Regions from separate parts of the Mus musculus genome. Here regions 1 and 2 are each linked to region 3. Evidence: chromatin contacts called from public promoter capture Hi-C data. All regions are on one chromosome and are shown on one strand. The core of a region is the stretch at or near the end of the contact, and the rest is flanking DNA. Distances in the headings are between cores, read along the strand shown.

Region 1 (3,087 bases), core at 425-2,924, 800 kb before region 3:
GATGGGTGGGAGATACAATGGTTAAGGGAGGCCCAAGCCACACCACTGTTGGGGAACCTAGACAGGACTTTAAGGAGGAAGGGCTGCCACCATACAAATAGGAACAAAGGGACATGATGGTAGCAAGAGTGACCAGGCCTCCACATCAGCCCTAGGAGGGCTGGCTGTGGGTTCTATGGTAGTCACAGCAGGGGTCTGGATGACTTCATAACATACCTGTTCTCTGAGGCACTTGGGTGGAGACAAGGGTAGGAAGAATGCGTCCTTCTAGGATGGGAAAGGTCAGCGGACACAGCTCTTACCTTCTCTGACAGGGCTGACACTCTTAGGCCAGCCTGGGCTCAAGAGTCCCTAGTGTTGACCACTTTGACTATGCCCCATTCAAACTCATGAGGAATGAATTCTTGTCCTTATTCCTCACAGGATGGAATGGAGGCCCCCAAAGGCGAGATACCTCCCTGAGCCCCTAACTGTCAGGGGCAGCATGCGTAATCAAGAATTGCCTCTTGTCTGGTGGTCACTCGCCAACTCCTCCCTCTGGTCCTTCACCAGTCACAGGGAGCAATTTCTATAACAACTACCATAAAGTGGGGTGACCCCGGGGTCCCCAAGGACTGTATGGGCTTGTCTTGGCACCCTGAGTCACACTCAAATAGAGTCTGGGGGTATCCTCTCAGGTCAAAGCGGCCAGTCATGCAATGTGTTCCAGAAGAAGGGCTAGAGGGATTCACAGGCCTATGCCTTTTCAAGAAGTCGCCCACTCAGGCTCCATGGTGGTAAGGGAGCTTAGCAAGCTGTCATCAGAGAAGCCAGGATGGAGTTGGTCCATGGGAAGGGTCAGCGGTACGGTGGTCCCTGGGCTCTTCTGGCTGTAGTTCACAGTGGGCTAGCACAGGGAGAGGGATGGGAACAGGGATAGGCAAGAGGATGGGCGAGCAATGGGTGGGTGGGGGAATTATCGGAATGAGTGGCTGGGTGGGACAGGAAGGGTATGGGTGTCTGTGGGAGTCCGCGTGCCAGTACCTGCACCCCTGTCTGCCAAGAGTCTATAAGCACCCACATCCAGATACCTACGCATTTGAGGGTTATATGTGGCTTCGTGGAAACCCAGCCCCGTGTCTGGCTATGCCTATGTCCTGGCTCTCTAGGTTTGCAATGTGACTTAATGTGGGATGTTCCTTTAAGCATTGTGTGTCCAAAATTGTTAGTTGATTCTATGGGACTATGTGTGGATCTCTATGGTTATCTGTCGGCTTGGTTGTGTGTGTGTGTGCCTGCTCCATGTGCATGTGTGTATGGCATGTTCATGTGTTTGCATGCAGTATGTGTGTGTATAGTATACATGTGTAGATGGTTTATGTGTATGTATGGATGTGGTATGTATGTGCATACGTATCTGTGTGTGTGTGTGTGTGTGTGTGTGTGTGTGTGTGTGTGTGTGTGGTATATTCATGTATATGTGTGGAGAGGTGCGTGTTCTTGGCCACTGGTTTGGCTTGTGGAGCATATCTCTGTGTCTAGGGTATTGGTCACACGCTCCAGGTGTCTGTTCCGAGGTCGTCCTGTGTCCAGCAGGGGGCGCTCCCGGCAGCCTTAGTTCCCGGACAGACAGCCGGGGGTGTCCGCCCCGCCCCGCCCGGGGCCCGCCCGGCCGCCCGGCCGCCCTGGGCTATAAGTTCGCGCCGCGCGGCTGGTCCGCAGCACCGCGCTGGTGATCCTCGCTTGAGTGTCCCGCTGCGTCTGAGCTGTCGCCGCTAGCCTGGCCATGGCAGAGGGTGAGTGCCTGGGCCGCGGGGAGGTAGAGTCGGGAGCAGGCTGGGCTGTCTCCAAAGCTCCAGAGGAGAGCGACAGGTGGGCCAATGGGAGGCACCTTGCTGGCCCTGAATTGTTGGCCTCAGTTTTCCCCACCCCAGGGCATAGCCGTTAATTCTGCCCCTTGGATGAGGTGAAAATGCTACCCAGAAGGTGTACTGGGAAGGGTGAGTTACTGTCATGGGTCTCCCAATAAGTAGTTAAGAACTGGGTCCCTGCTGTGTGCCAGGTGCAGGGGAGCCACTCAGGGATGCTGGCCAGCGCAGGGGGCACTTGGCTTTTCTCTGTGCCTGGAAAGGGGTACAACTTTCCTGGCTGATTCTGTGGTCTCAATTCCAGCATCTGGTGGAGCGCCACTGAAGCCAGGCCTGCCTGTTCTTTCAGGTCCTCTTGAGCCCTCGTGTTCTCCAAGCCCAGATTCTCCTTGTCCACTTGTTGAAGCTCAGGGTTCTCTGCTGTAAGTTAGGGGCAGTTGGACCAGCCTTGGTACAGCCACAGGGCTGAGAAGAGTGGAGAGGGTCCAGGGTCCTGTTCATTCCCTGCCTGCCTCCTTCACATGTGCTCACATGTGTGCATGGGAAACACTCGGGATCACATGAGTCAGGACTTGTACAATGGAGGATGTTCCTAACACGGTCAGACCAGAATCCCAGCTGACTATAAGGTCAAGTCCATTCAGGGATGGCATCTGCCTGCACTGTGACCTCAGAGAAGGGACATGAGGCAAGAGAGGGGATGTTCAGAGGGACCTGAAGCAAACAGGGAAATTCCAGAGGCCTCGGTCACTCCTTTTTCTGAAACCTCAACAGGCTGTGAAGTGTCACCAAAGGGGCTGCTTATCTGCAAGGCAGTTTTCCATCCCTATCCCCAAAATCTGGGGGACCTCAGAGACAGCCCCGGATTACTCTGCTGGGGCTTCCTCCACCAAGGTTCCCCCTGGCCTCTATGACTCTGAACCCTGGCTACTGCACCCTTCAGCCTGTGTGGGTGGGGTACTCCACCCTGTCTCCCCAGGCCAGGGGATGGTTGCCACCAGGGCTTCTAGAAAAATGGCCTTTTTCCTGCTTGAGCCTTCCAACGTTGAGGATTTTGTGGGTCTGCCCAGCCTCAGTGGCAGTGGCGTTAACTTCTTTGCTGTGGTGTGGTCGGTCATTACCAGGCACCTGCTTTTTGATTTGTAGCAAGGGCCACAGACCTTTCACTTGAGGTGGTTTTTGTAGAAGCCTTCTGTACTTCCAGGATGGTTTCCCTGAATTTGGAACTTGTGCACAGCAG
Region 2 (3,205 bases), core at 257-2,756, 570 kb before region 3:
CTGTTCTCAGCCCTTTGTTCAAACCTCTCCCAGCCTGGGCACACAGAGCACAGCACGTGTGCTGTAGCCTCTGATGAGGGAAGGGATGGACGGAAGCAGGGTCACCTCTGGTTTCAACCACCCCTGCCCCATCACACAGCATGGCTCAGGGGCAGGGAGCCTCCACAGCTGCCTGCCCCACACCACCCAACTCTGCTGCCAACTTGGGCTCCTGTGGGGAGGAAAGGCGCTTCAGACACTCGTGCAGGCAGCACTTGCTTTCTCCTTGCTCCCACAATGCTGGAGTTCAACATTTCAGTCCTCTAGGGGCAAGGTTGAGATGGGGTCCCCGAGATGGGGGTGTCCTGTAGGATTCAAGGGGTTCATGATCCCCCCAGGGACAAACACCCTACATTCCTCTTTACTCCTGGCCTCTAGCTGAAAGAATAGACCTCAACTACTCCAGTGTATCCCAGCTCTCCGTCCCTACCTTCTTATCCCCAGACTGTCCCTACCCCTGGATGCCACCCACCCACATGGATGGCAAAGGAAGCTGCCACCCAGGCTAGCAGGTCTTAAGCAACAGCATCTGGCGCCCCTCAGGACCATTCCCGGCCGTGGAAGGGATGGATCCTGATGAAGAGGATGCAGGAGCAGTTTCAGCGTTAAACCCACAAAGGAGAAAGGAATCGGGGCAGAGAGAAGTGGGTGGGCAAAGTGTGTGCACAAGTGCGTGCGTGCATGTGTATCCGTGTCTGCAGGCAGACAGGCAAGAGTTGTGGCGAAGCGAAGCGTGTGTGCCCGAGTGCCAGCTGGCAGGGTGAGCCACCAGCCAGTGTCTGATTCGTGTGCGTAGTGGGCACAAGTATATTTACCAGCGAGGAGAGGCTCAGAGGGGATGTGCAGAGTTGTGAGTGTGGGATGCAGTGAGCGTGGCTGAGTGTGTCCGCGGTTGGAGACATCTGTATGGTCGCAGAGGTGTGTGTATCCGTGTGAGTGTGTACGCGCGTGGAGGGGGTCTTCTGCGAGCTGGGGCCAGAGCGAGTGTGCTCTTGGGAACCCCTTCTCGCAGAGCTGGCCCCGATAGGAGACAGGGTGGGTCCCCAGTCCCAGCAGAGGGCGCCCCGGAACTCTGGGCCATAGCATCAGTCGGCGCAGGTTCGAGCACCGCGACCGCCAAGTTGGAGCGGCTGCGACCGGGGTGGGGTTCAGTGGGGGGAAGTCCGTGGGGGCTGCGCGCAAACTCACCGTGTCCGGAGACGTGGTTGTCCCAGGGCGCATGGCCTGCGGGTCGCGTGGCGCCGCCGAGTTGCAGGAAAAGTGCCAGGTAGTGGAGGGCGCCCAGCGCCGCGGCCAGCGGGGCCCCCATGCTGCGCGCTCCGGCCGGGGGCGCCGCCGCCTCACATCGGGGCTCCGCAGCCCGCAAAGCCCGCGCCCGCCGTACCCTGCCCGGCGCCGCCGCCGCCCTCTCCTGCTGGCCCCGGCCCGGCCCCGGCTGCAGGCAGCGAGCGCACGCCCAGCCCGCCGCCTCCGACTGCGGGACTCTTCGCTTGCGCGGAAGGCCACTCCGCGCCGCCGCGCACCCGCCCTCCCCCTCGCTCCCCGCCCTGAGCCGGCGGCGGCGGAGGGATCCGCAGCTTGATTTATCATCAAAGTTTTGCCCAGGCTGGGATTTTTAAAGCGGTACTCGCAACTGGCCTCCCGCGCGGGAGCGGGGGTGGGGCAGGCCCGGGGGTGGAAGGCCACCTGGGGACCTAACCCCCCGCAGGGCGGAACACTAGGGTGTTGGGAGTCGAAATCCGATCGTTGGGGATAAACATCCGACCTGCCACCAGACCCGTGCGCTGGAGGGGCCGCTCAACTTTGCCAGCTGGGTAGTGTTGGGGCCAGGGCCAGGCGAGGTGCAGGACAGGTGAATAGGGGTGGGGGGCGCACCCGGGATGAGACATAGGTGAACTAGTTTAAGATCTGGCAGCTTTGGGGTCCCCGTGTGATCACGCGTAGTTTCTCCTGTCCTCGAGTTCTTCGTCTGAAAAATGGGGACAGACGCCACCACCAGAAGCAGTGTGTGTCGGGGGTTGGGGGGGGGGGGGTCTTTGGAGTTAGGTGGGTAAAGTGGGGAACATCGTGGCGCCCACACAATGTAGTTATCATTGTGGTTCCTGTCTCTGGGACTCAGCAGTTAGTGGGGCTCCTAGCTTAGAGGTGTTGGGGTTCTACACAGTGAACTGGATCGCCCCCTTCTGGACTGTAAGGCTCTCCCTAGATGAAAGGTCTAGATGGAGTGTGTGTGTGTGTGTGTGTGTGTGTGTGTGTGTGTCTGTGTGTGTAAACCATGAAGACTCTTTCATTCCCAAGAGTGGCAGTCCAATTCTGATTCCTTCCTTGACTCTTTAACTGAGGCTTTTGTGACAGGAAAAGAGGGTTGGGGGGTTATTTTAAAGAAAAGCCTATTTCATAAGGCTGCCTTCTCCGAGGTCTTGAGAAGATCCGGAGCAAGGTTTCGGACCCCGGGAAGGATTCTTCCTACCCTCATTTCTCCTCTGCCTTCGCCGGCAGGCATTGTTTCAGCATTGCGGACAGCACCCTTTTCGTTTCATCCTTTAAGAACCGCGGACAGCGCCTCGGGGGTGATTAGATGCGAGGGTTCAGCACCGTGGACAGATCCCCGCTCCACACACACAGCACCGCAGGGATCCAGCTTCCAGCACGGCTCACAGTACCTAAAGTTTGAGAGATCTAAAAAGCGGAGTGACACACCGTGCTTGCTGTCTTTATTCTGTCTCCCTATGCCCCTTTCAGATATTATGGTGGATAGTATACTGTTGTCACCAGGATCAACTCAAGTTTCCCTCCCTGCTAGGTGTTGCATGTTAGAGGCACAGTTTCAGCACCACGGACAGCTCCTCTTCAGCATCAGCCAGCTGTGCAGAGGCTCTTTAAACTCCTATCCAAGATCTTTCCAGAACACTGTGGTGGCAGAACCGGGGATCGGACCCGAGTGTTCTCCTCTTCAAACGCAGATTGGAAGTAAATAAATACATTTCAAAATATGAAGAGGGGCAGACAGAGAGACAGAGACTGAGTGAGACTGGAGGGAAGGGCACAGCAAAGGGACAAGAAGTCTCAGGTCCTTCCAGAACAGCCTCTAGGTACTATATCTGTCCTATCATTGTCAGGAAACTGAGGCTCAGAAAGGCTGAACTTGCTGCTTAAAGCAGGGCAA
Region 3 (3,207 bases), core at 66-2,565:
TACTCTGTCTGGCTCCTCTCCAACACCAGTTCTTAAGGCTCTGGACATACACAATTCCACAGGCCCCTGTCCCAGGATCCAGAAACAGAGGACAGCAACATCCGGCATGCTCGGTCAGGCCCCGCTCTTCTAGCTTCATTGCAGTCCCCGGTCCCTGGCAACCACCCACCAAATCCCTTTCTGTGCCATGGTGTGTGGAAACGGGACACTGGACAGTCATTTTAGCTGATTTGTTCAATTTGTTTCCTGGGCTTTGGGCAACCCAGCCCATCTGTGGATGGCTGGAAGCGGCATCCGGACAGCACGCCTTCCTAGCCACCTCCTAGGGGCTCCCCAAGGGCTGCCTTCCGTTTTCTTTCCAGGGGTCCGTAGAATACAGTCCTGACTGTTTTCCAAGGCACGAACCGGCATAATAAGCACAAGGCGTCTCCATGGCACCTTTCATTGAGCTTATTGGAGCGTTCTGCAGATGCCACGGAACACCGAGCCAAGTCCCAGGAACACGTTCTGAACCCCAGGAGCTGCACACCGCTTTATTAGGTAGTTTATTGGCGCATCAAATCTGGAGTCTACCACCTTCGGTTCACAAATCAGTTCAGAGAGAGGCTCTAACTTGCCCAATATTAAAGAGTAACAGTGCCACCTGCTCCTCTTCCCTGATTGGCACGATGCCAGGGAATTGACTGGTGGCCTAAATGGGAAATCAAGGCAGGAATGGCTGGAGGTGATAGAAACCTCAGGCTGTTGTGAGCCCAACAAGAACAGACTCTGGCTGGGCAATGGTGGTGCATGCCTTTAATCCCAGCACTTGGGAGGCAGAGGCAGGCAGATTTCTTAGTTCGAGGCCAGCCTGGTCTACAGAGTGAGTTCTAGGACAGCCAGGGCTACACAGAGAAACCCTGTCTTGAAAAAACAAAACAAAACAAAACAAAACAAAACAAAACAAAACAAAACGAACAGACTCTGGAGGCAGGCTTTACTGAGCAACTCATTCAGTTGAGGAGCACAAATGCTATTTAAACTTTTGGGGAGTGAGTAGGGGCACTCAGAGAGAATGTGCATCACTGGCCAAGGCCACAGTGAAGGGAATATTTTATTTGCATGAAAAGGACCTGAGGTGCTTGCTATCTGGACATGACCTTACTCAGAGAGGAAATTTAACCTATAACCCGAAAACTGGTGATGACTACCTCAGAGTAGCAGAAGTGGAGCCAAAAGGCCATGTACGTGCTCTGGAACATACAGGCCCAGGGCAGAGAAGGAGGAGTCCTGCTCCTGCTGGCCTTAAGATGAGATCGTCAGGGCCTGGGCATCACTGGTGATCCAGGCCGGCTCTCCAGGTCGCAGGTCTCTCCTGGTTGCGGCTCCCTGCTCATCTGGCTCCCACAACATCACAGAGTAAGTAGACATGTAAATTTTGAACCTAGCTCTCCTGCTGCCGCTACTGAGGGACAATATCCTCACTAATTGGTTCATAGGAGTTCACAGACCTCTGATGAACAGCAATATGGCTAAATACCCTTCCTTGTGAAGTGCACGGAACTGCATAGCCTGGGTGGGAAATGAGCTGGGTCCATCTCTTTTGTTGCATTTAGCCATTCCTCTTTTGTTATTTTTATCTGATTTGGTTCACTTCAGACCTGGTACCCGTTTCTTATTTATGACTAAAGGCCCCTGGGTGAGAAAAATGGAATCAAGAAAACCGTTTTTCTTTTATGTTCTACAAATGTTTCTATACCTCATTCCCACCACCCTTTAAAATAACATTTCCTTCCCAGGCCCCCCCCCCAAAAGCTTCTAAAATCCCTGCCTTTCCAATCTCCTCTTCACCTTGGCTATAATTATCTTGGGAGAATTTAAATTCCTTATCATGGGTTTGTGATGGCTGTGGCTTAAGGACCGTTGGCCTGGCTTCCATTCTGAGGCTTCGTCAAATTGCCCTCTATAGGAATTACCGTTAGACTCTTTCTTTCCTTAAAGGATGATAATGGGATTGTGACTCTGTTAAAGAAAGAACCCTTCTCTTGCTTGAGATACGTGCTGAAATATTTACCAGTCTGGGATTTGCTTCAAAACAGTCCAGTGAGGGAGATGACAAACACCACAATTGCTCGCTGAAATTGTCAGTCTCCTCCGGCTTTCTCTCACGGATCTTCATTCCTTTTCTGGTGCTGAGGGTGGAACCCGGGACCCCAGGGATGCTCCGTCGGGGTTCTCCCACTAAGCAGTTGCCCTCCTCTCTTGCAGGGACCCATTTGTTTCTTCTCCCTCTCACCCCCCAGGCTTCAGATCTGGATGTTGTGAACCTGAGGGTGGGGTTTGCCTCTGGGAGACTCAGACAAGAAGAGAATCTTAGTTTTGAGATCCCATCTCTATGGGATGAGCATCTGCTCCTCTGGGTCCAGGCTGACAGAGCAGCTGCTTCCTCCCTGGGATCTTTTCAATTCCTTCCTTCCTTCCTTCCTTCCTTCCTTCCTTCCTTCCTTCCTTCCTTTTATATCTTTATGTAATTACACTGTAGCTCTCTTCAGATACTCCAGAAGAGAGAGGGAGTCAGATCCCATTACAGATGGTTGTGAGCCACCATGTGATTGCTGGGATTTGAACTCAGGACCTTCGGAAGAGCAGTCAGTGCTCTTAACCACTGATCCATCTCTCCAGCCCTTTTGACTTTGTTATTAGTGTGTGTGTAGAGGTCAGAGGACAACTTTGCAGGGCTGCCCCCTCTCCTTCTAACTTATGCGGGTCCCAGGGATGGAATGGAAGTGCTTGGGTCTGCGTGGGAAGCACCTTTATCTGCTGCGCCATCTCACTGGCCTGGATTCCCTTTTTCTACATCCACTTCCACTGTCTTGAAGGTAGGTGTAAATTTACCAAGGTCTCCCCATCCCCACCCTGCTTCTGACTCCTGTGCCCTTCAAGGAAGGAAGGGAGGGAAGAAGGAGGCAGCTTAGAGAAGCAACTCTCACTTCCAAGATCTGGACCAGACCCAGCCACCTGGTCCCCAGGGTTTCTTGGAGGTCTCATGATACTCCAATCCCAACATGTGCAAATGGTGCTCCCATCCCTTCCTTGATCCCCACAAGCATCCTGACCCTCCCTGCAGTCATCCGTAGACTCAGTGGGCATCCTTTCCCTTCACTTCTCTCACCTGGCTGCTCTGCTATGCTCGGCAAGGCTGTACTGGTCCAGGCTGTGCTGGTCTTG

The links. Promoter capture Hi-C pulls out the DNA fragments that hold promoters and counts their contacts.
Region 1: a promoter capture Hi-C map of neural stem cells shows a contact between it and region 3. The contact joins the promoter of Tgm2 here to the promoter of Ghrh in region 3. A contact is called at or near these places in 1 of 39 promoter capture datasets (neural stem cells), 2 of 115 datasets of contacts at active chromatin or transcription factors (both in embryonic stem cells) and 1 of 9 other capture datasets (embryonic stem cells).
Region 2: a promoter capture Hi-C map of embryonic stem cells shows a contact between it and region 3, with 3 times the contacts expected there. The contact joins the promoter of Vstm2l here to the promoter of Ghrh in region 3. A contact is called at or near these places in 7 of 39 promoter capture datasets (the 3T3-L1 cell line, embryonic stem cells, hematopoietic stem and progenitor cells and 3 more), 1 of 484 Hi-C or Micro-C datasets (the G1E-ER4 cell line) and 1 of 9 other capture datasets (adipose tissue).

Annotation. Positions count from the first base shown.
Region 1 is chr2:158,144,979-158,148,065 of GRCm38.p6, reverse strand. It overlaps Tgm2 (transglutaminase 2, C polypeptide), which reads left to right and starts at 1,674. Exons shown (of 13, transcript NM_009373.3): 1 at 1,674-1,775. The coding sequence starts at 1,766.
Region 2 is chr2:157,912,954-157,916,158 of GRCm38.p6, reverse strand. Vstm2l (V-set and transmembrane domain containing 2-like) reads right to left here and starts at 1,506. Exons shown (of 4, transcript NM_198627.2): 1 at 1,228-1,506. The coding sequence starts at 1,348.
Region 3 is chr2:157,344,763-157,347,969 of GRCm38.p6, reverse strand. It overlaps Ghrh (growth hormone releasing hormone), which reads left to right and starts at 1,315. Exons shown (of 5, transcript NM_010285.3): 1 at 1,315-1,398.